Regions from separate parts of the Mus musculus genome. Here region 1 is linked to region 2. The links are chromatin contacts, called in public promoter capture Hi-C maps. All regions are on one chromosome and are shown on one strand. Each heading gives the region's core, a stretch centred on a gene start, on an enhancer-like site or on the middle of the called end of the contact. The rest is flanking DNA. Distances are from core to core; before and after follow the strand shown. Region 1 has its middle 13 kb from the start of Ppie. Region 2 holds the start of Heyl (hairy/enhancer-of-split related with YRPW motif-like).

The links. Promoter capture Hi-C pulls out the DNA fragments that hold promoters and counts their contacts.
Region 1: a promoter capture Hi-C map of hippocampal neurons shows a contact between it and region 2, with 2.3 times the contacts expected there. The contact joins the enhancer-like site here to the promoter of Heyl in region 2. A contact is called at or near these places in 18 of 39 promoter capture datasets (the 3T3-L1 cell line, 3T3-L1-derived adipocytes, the HPC-7 cell line and 11 more), 5 of 484 Hi-C or Micro-C datasets (the AML12 cell line, astrocytes, cerebral cortex and 2 more), 8 of 115 datasets of contacts at active chromatin or transcription factors (bone marrow-derived dendritic cells, embryonic midbrain, embryonic stem cells and 2 more) and 3 of 9 other capture datasets (adipose tissue, liver and pancreatic islet).

What each region holds. Positions count from the first base shown.
Region 1 is chr4:123,151,043-123,154,636 of GRCm38.p6, reverse strand. No RefSeq gene overlaps it. Among named protein-coding and RNA genes, the nearest start is that of Ppie, 13 kb to the right of the region's middle. Within about 2 kb of position 1,471, at least 12 of the 459 cell types and tissues checked have an H3K27ac peak or open chromatin away from gene starts, as enhancers often do. A contact at or near this core is called in cerebral cortex, forebrain and hippocampal neurons, where this site is marked.
Region 2 is chr4:123,231,394-123,235,004 of GRCm38.p6, reverse strand. It overlaps Heyl (hairy/enhancer-of-split related with YRPW motif-like), which reads right to left and starts at 1,449. Exons shown (of 5, transcript NM_013905.3): 1 at 1,059-1,449. The coding sequence starts at 1,138.

The sequences.
Region 1 (3,594 bases), core at 222-2,721, 80 kb after region 2:
GGCTAGTGTGGGTACAGGCAAACAGAAGAGCCCCAAAGAACCAACCAAGTCCTATGAAAATTTACCCACCACCAATAACAACAACCATGCTTTAAAGAAACAGACTACCCCTGGGTTATGCAAACTACAGCAAACAGCCAACTAAACAAACCCAACAAACAGACAGAAACCCAAAGGAATATGACCCAGTGCATCTTATTAGGCTAAAAAAGGTCTACAATTGTTCATCCTAAACTTATATAAGTTTGGGAGACCAGAGAGATAGGTCAGTGTCTAAGAGCATATACTACTCTTGCAGAGGCCCCAAGTTCAGTTCTCAGCATCTGTTTGGTGGCTCACAACTACCTGTAACCCCGGCATCCTCTGACTTTCAAGAATACCTGTGTGCACATATGCACACACACTTGTGTAAGCACACACATGCACACACAAGCACACGCATGCACACAGGTGCACACAGTATATATCTTTACATTTATATGAGTTTGGGAGTTAAAAGATATGTATATCTGACTCCATAGTAATATAGTACAGCTGGACTAACTTCACACAGTCAAGTGTCCCAGTGACAAAATATATTAAGCAGATACATAGAAGTTTGAGCGTGCCTCAGAAGCTCAGAATAGGTTTTAATGCCCCTCAGGTTTACTCAAAAATCTTTCTTTACCTCCAACAAACAAACAACAAAAGTATCTGCTGCTAGTTTTCAAAAAACAATTAATTTTGGAATTACCAATAAGGATTTTAGACCTACACAACCAATGCCCAACTAACCCAGGATGGTATGAAAAAAGAAAATTCAATCCAAATTTAGTCGTGAATATATTGGCAGAAATACTACAGTAAACACTAAAAAAATAGAATCTGGTATTGTATAAAATCAGTATGTCCTGGGTCAGGGGACCTGGCTCAGTTGGCAAAGTGCTTACCATACAAGTGTGAGGACCCAAGTCTGGGTTCCCAGAGCCCATGTTAAAAAAAACAAAAACAAAAACAAAAAAAACCTGTTTCAGTGGATTTGAGCACCTGTCATGCTGATGGAGGTGGAAACAGGATTCCTGGAGCTCACTAGCCAGCTAGCCCAGCAGAGTCACCCAGCTCCATGTTCAGTGAGAGACCTGCTCTCAACCTCTGGCTTCCACATGCATGTACATGCCCACACACGTGTACACTCAAATCATGTATACACGGACAAATATACAAATACTCCCACACATGCACGCACGCCTTCTGGTCATCGGGATGGATGTGCAGCGTCACTTTAAGAGTCAAGCTCACTGCAGAGCCCAAGAAACACAGGAGACACACTTACACCTCACTGAGAGGCCCAACAGTTGTCCACCACCCGAGCCCTGCTGTCGCTACATCCTAGGGGAACATGCAGCTGCTATGGACAGCAAGGCCTGAGGGAATCACTCTGGCTCAGCGTGCTGGCCTGCATCTCTCACTGCTTCCTACAGCTCTAGTTGTGTGAGCAGATGGCCTGACGCCCACCATCAACACCTCCAAGCCCACACAGCAAAGGCTGCATACACAATGCCCCCACTTATCTTCCCTTTGCAGTCTCCTAGGAAACAGGAGAGTTGAAGACCAAGGTCAGTGCTGTTCGAGCTTGCAGACTGATATGCATTTTCTCTTTATTCACAAATGGACAATTTAAAGTTAGGAAATTGGAAATCTGTCACTCTGGATGCCAGTTAGATGGTAAAGGGGGGAAATGACATGTTTTTCTTTTCCTTTTAGATTTATTTATTGTTATATGTAAGTACACTGTAGCTGTGTTCAGACACACCAGAAGAGGGTGTCAGATCTCATTATGGATGGTGGTGAGCCACCATGTGGTTGCTGGGATTTGAACTCAGGACCTTTGGAGGAGCAGTCAGTGCTCTTAACCACTGAGCCATCTCTCCAGCCCAATGAGTTTTTCTTCTTTCTTTCTTTCTTTCTTTCTTTCTTTCTTTCTTTCTTTCTTTCTTTCTTTCTTTCTTTCTTCCTTCCTTCCTTCCTTCCTTCCTTCCTTCCTTCCTTCCTTCCTTCCTTTCTTCCTTTCTTCCTTTCTTTTCTGTTTTGTTTTTTTGTTTTTCAAGACAGGGTTTCTCTGTGTAGCCCTGGCTGTCCTGGAACTCACTCTGTAGACCAGACTGGCTTCGAACTCAGAAATCCGCCTGCTTCTGCCTCTCAAGTGCTGGGATTAAAGGAATGTGCCACCACTGCCCGGCAAGTTTTTCAAAGATACACAAGCAGCACTAAGAAAGTTAAACACCATCATAATCATTGTCGTCATCATCATCATCGTCGTCATTGTTATTTTAGTTGTTAGCAAGGGCTGAAGAGATGGCTCAGTTCTTAAGAGTATTTGCTACTCTTGCAGAGGACCTGGGTTTGGTTCCCAACATGGGTATGGTAGTTTACAACTACCTGTACTCCAGGTTTGGTGCCCACTTCTGGCTTCCAGGGGCACTGCAGGCACATGGTGAACTTACATACACTTAGGAAAAGTATAAGTACACACTTATATTCATAAAAATATGAATAAATAAATAAATAAATAAATGTTTAAACTTGACAGCAAATTAAAAATGGAAGGCAGGGACCAGTCATAGTGGCACGCCCTCTAATTCTAGCATTGGGGAGGCAGAATTTGGTAGATCTCTGTGATTTGAAGGCTAGCTCGGCCTACAAAGTTAGTTCCAGGACAGTCAGGGCTACATAGTGAGACTCGGTCTCAAAAAACAAAACAAAACAAAATAAACAAACCAACTAGAGAGAATGAGGCAGCACCGTCTCTCCATGTAGACGATATTCCTGCCAATTCAGAAAAATCCAGAGAAAAACTAACTGAACTAGGAGAGTTCCACAGAATGGCTAAGAATGTGATCGATAACAACAGCCAAATCCAGTATATTCATATTTAAAAGAATAAGAAACCAGAAAGTGTGATGAGTGAAAGGATTCTGGCCCAGAGCTCACCAACCAGACTAGGCTGGCCGGCGGTCTAGAGAGGCTCAGGGATCCACTTTGTTCTATCTTCTTCCTAGTGCTCAGATTGTAAGTGCCCACCACACGCATGGCATCTTCACAGGAGTACCAGCGCCAGATTCAGTCCTCATGCTTGTGTGACAAGCACTTCACTGAGAGAGCTGCCCCCAGGCCTGACAGCTTTCTTTTTCTTTTCTTTTTCCTTTCTATTTTCTTTTCTTTTCTTTCTTTCTTTCTCTCTCTCTATTTTTTTTTTATTTTTTTACTTATTTGAGTGTGCACACATGCACTCTGCAGGGCACATGCAGGGCACATGCAGGGCACAGAGGACAGACAACTCTCAAGAATTGGGACAAATTGATATTCTGTTATTGGAAACACCACATTAAAAATGCATTTATTTGTTTCTACCTTTAGCTATCACAAGTAGGAAAGACACCATTAGTGAACATTTGTGAATGAATAGTGGAGATATCTGTTTTTGAGGATAGGAACCCAGAGTGAATATTCTTGAGGATGTGGTCATTCTATGCTTAATTGTTTTTGAAGAAGAGTCAAATTATTGAGACTCACCATTGCAAATTCCCACTAGCAATGTCCAAGTGTTTCCACTTC
Region 2 (3,611 bases), core at 200-2,699:
TTTAGTAGAGCAAGAGAGACACCTGCTCCAGAGGCCGGTTCCTTTTCTTTCCATTCGCATCCTCTTCTCTATGTGGAAACAGGCCTAGGCAGGGGAACCGAAGGCTCAGAACTGCATGGTGACAGGGCACTTGGGTAGCATGCACCAGGATCTGGATCCAATCCCTAGCAGTGGATGAAGAAAAAGGAAGAAGGAAGAAGAGGAGGGGGAGGAAGAATGGAAAGAAGAAAGGGAAGGAAAGGAAAAGCTCTAAGGTGAGTTGGTGGCGGTTGTGGGCTGGGTGGCAAGGCCTGGAGACTTAGAGCCTGACACCACTAAGCACTCACCATGAACTACTGCTAAGGCCTTGACATTCTTCCGTTTGATGTCTACACCCGCTATGAAGCTAGCTTCATCATGTATACCCATTTTATAGACCAGAAAACTGAAGCTTATGGAGTCACCGAGCTGATAGGTAGCAAGGATTGTACAAGTTCAGTTTGTTCCACAGGTTAGAAGTTAGATTATTTAACAAAAAAGAAACTGCATTGGCGGCTTGGTGGTTTGGTGGAAGGGGTGCTGAAGATTGGAGTCTAGGCTTTTGCAAGTTGGCTATTATTTCCCTCAGTACCTAAACACAAATCCCAGTATGCTCAAAGCGAAAAGGACACAGCCCCCAGTCCTTTTGTGTACTATGTGAAAACTGTTCCCAAAGAAGAGTGAAATTGGAAAAGTACAGAAGTCTTCATAGTAGACAAACTATGGGCAATGGAATGCGGTATCTACATCTATGAAGGTTTCCTAGGTCTGCAGGAAAACTTCTCAGGGGCGTCCCTGGGGGTAGCCAAACGACAGAATATCCTCCAGCTGAACTGTCCTCCCATCCCAGCTCCCTGAACCATAGTTGGTTCAGGGTGTTATGGTTCAGGGTACTCAGGAATCTGCCGCATTGGTGCTATGGACGCACTGGAGTCGCTGCACACGCCCCCGCATCTTGGCTGACACCTGAGGGCTGCGCACAAACTTGAGTGTGCTGGACTTTCTCACCCCCGGACGGCCCTCGCTCCACCCTGTCTTACCTAAGATCGTTCTCTTGACCCACATCGATGGGTCCATCAGACTCGCCGTCGGAGCCACTGGGCGCCCTGGGCCGCTTCATGCCGAAAGCTGGCTGCGGGGTCCCAGCCCTGCGATCCCTGGAGTTGGTTGTTGGGCCCCGCCTCAGCCCCGCCCCGGCCCGGGAGCCGACGCCGCCCTTTCCCAGGGCCCTTTCCTGCACCGCAGCCCGGGGCGCCCCGGCGCCCCCTCGCCCCCGCGGTGACGCGCCACCGAACCGTGGGAAGGCCCCGGGCGGTCACCGCCCCCATCGGCCGCTGGGAGGTCCGGCTCCGCTCCACCGGCGCTGCCTGGGCTGGCGCTCTGGGTGGCCTTGGGCAGGTGCCCTGGGAGGCCCCACGGGGAAGCCCAGAGAATCCGGATCTGTCCCTAGTTCTGTGCGACAGACTTCGCTTTGCAGTGCCTCAGCTTTTTATAAGGGTCAGACCTGTACCTTCCTGCTCCAGGGCATGCAGGGAGGGCAGATAGGTTTGGAAAGGTTACTGGGGGTGCCTGTGACCCCTTGGAAGTAATTCTTCAGTCACTCCTTCTATAGGGGACCAAAGTTTGTGGTGTGTGTGTGTGTGTGTGTGTGTATTGGGGAAGCTACGTGCACTGTGGGATGCTCAGAACTTCGAAGTCCTTTGGTGAACCCCCAAAGGGGTGGCTGCTGCTTGCCAGCTGAGAAGGCTGGAGGAGGGGAGACAGGGTCATAGAACCCAAAGTGGCATTGAACTTGATGTGTAGCAGAAGATGACCTTGAACTACTGATCCCTGACCCTCCTGCCTCTGCATCCCAAGTGCTGACTTTACAGTGGCCAAGATCTTTGAGCTTCTGACTTGTGGGAGGGAGCACAGGAATGGAGAAGGTAGGTAGGGTGTGGTGGTTGGTGGGGTATCCCTGGGAGTCACCCCAGTTCATTTAATGACAGCTGTCCTGGCAGGCACCAGGGAGAGGAAGAGAGGAAAGGAGCCTTCGGCTTCTCTTTCTGGGGGAGCCTGTCTGACCACAGACAACTATTTAGTCAGTGAGAGTTCCTGTCCTTGTGCCTAGAGATTCAGCTGCCATCCTCCCAGGTCATCGTACGCAGAGAAGTGCAGAGGGAAGCTGAGGGAGGAGAGCAAACTTCTTGCAGGGGCGGCAGGGAGATGGTGGAGGTGGGTGTGGTGGGCAGGGCACCAGAGGAGTCCTCTCCCTTTGTTCTGCTCACTGGGACAGGCACAAAAGAAAGCCAGCTTTTGGTGTAGGGAAGTGGGGTTGGTCACCTGAAGCTGACTACACACACTTTCACCATAGTCAGCTCTGCTTGCAGATACTTCCTGATGGGAAAGAACAGGCCTCTTGCCACTCAGACCCACACGTAACCACTTGGCCAAGCACAGAAACTTATCATGCTCATAGATGACCAGATAGGACTGGCATGAACGGTCGCCATCAGGAAACTCTGCTGGCCACCGCAGCCGCAAGCACCAATTCTCCTGTTCCAAATGCCCTCAGCACTCACATAATTTCTGTGGGCACCTGCCAAAACAGTGAGAACCTCAACCAGTGTGAAGAGTGCCCAATGTGTGCACTAGGCATTTCCTAGAAAGGCAGATACTTGTTTGCTCTATGTGATTGGCTGAGAGAGAAAGGGCTGGCAGATTTGCAGGGGAAGGTAAGGGCTCTGAGGTAGGCATGTTCTCGAGAGACGTCCCAGGTCCTCAAAATACACTGCACAGTTAAATAGGGACTATGGGGTTCGGCAAAGAGATTTAAGTTTGGAAGTCATTAGGTAATGGACGGCCTTTAAAGCTTTGGGAGAGGGCAAATGGATGGAGAGGCGGCGGAGCCTGTTAGTTACTGTTTGGTGAGTGCTTCTCACAGCAGCTGGAAAGGTACCTAAGCCAGTGGTTCTCAGCCTTCTTAGTGCTGTGACCCTTTAATACAAAGCTTCATGCTGTGGTGACCCCCAACCATAAAATTATTTTCATTGCTACTTCATAACTATAATTTTGCTACTGTTATGAATCATAATGTAAATATCTGTGTTTTCTTTTATGGTCTTAGGCAACCCTTGTGAGAAGGTTGTTCAATCCCCAAAGGGTCTCAGCCCACAGGTTGAGAACTGTTATTCTAAGTGTTCTGTAAATTTTAATTCATTTAACCCTCAATTGGCCAAGCGAAAGGAGATGGGTAGTTAGAGCAACTCCGGCAGAAGAAGAAGGAGAGCTGGAATTCCACAAGGCAGTTTGATTTCAGAGGCAAATAACTTGGCTTTATTATCTTATAGAGCTCTCAGACATTAGGCCATGCACTCTAGCTCTAAGCCTAGTGCTATGCTGTCAGTTCAGTGGCCTTCACACACACGCCTAAAGAAATTGAAACCTAATTGGCTTGAATTTCTGATTGCAACACAACAGAATTTTAAAAAATTACATCTATTTATTTATTTAGTGTGTGTTTCAACTCAGGTTTGGTGGAAAGCACCTTTATGTGTGAGCCATCTCTTTAAAATACATATATTTTAATTCAAATTCAATTTAATTAAAATTCA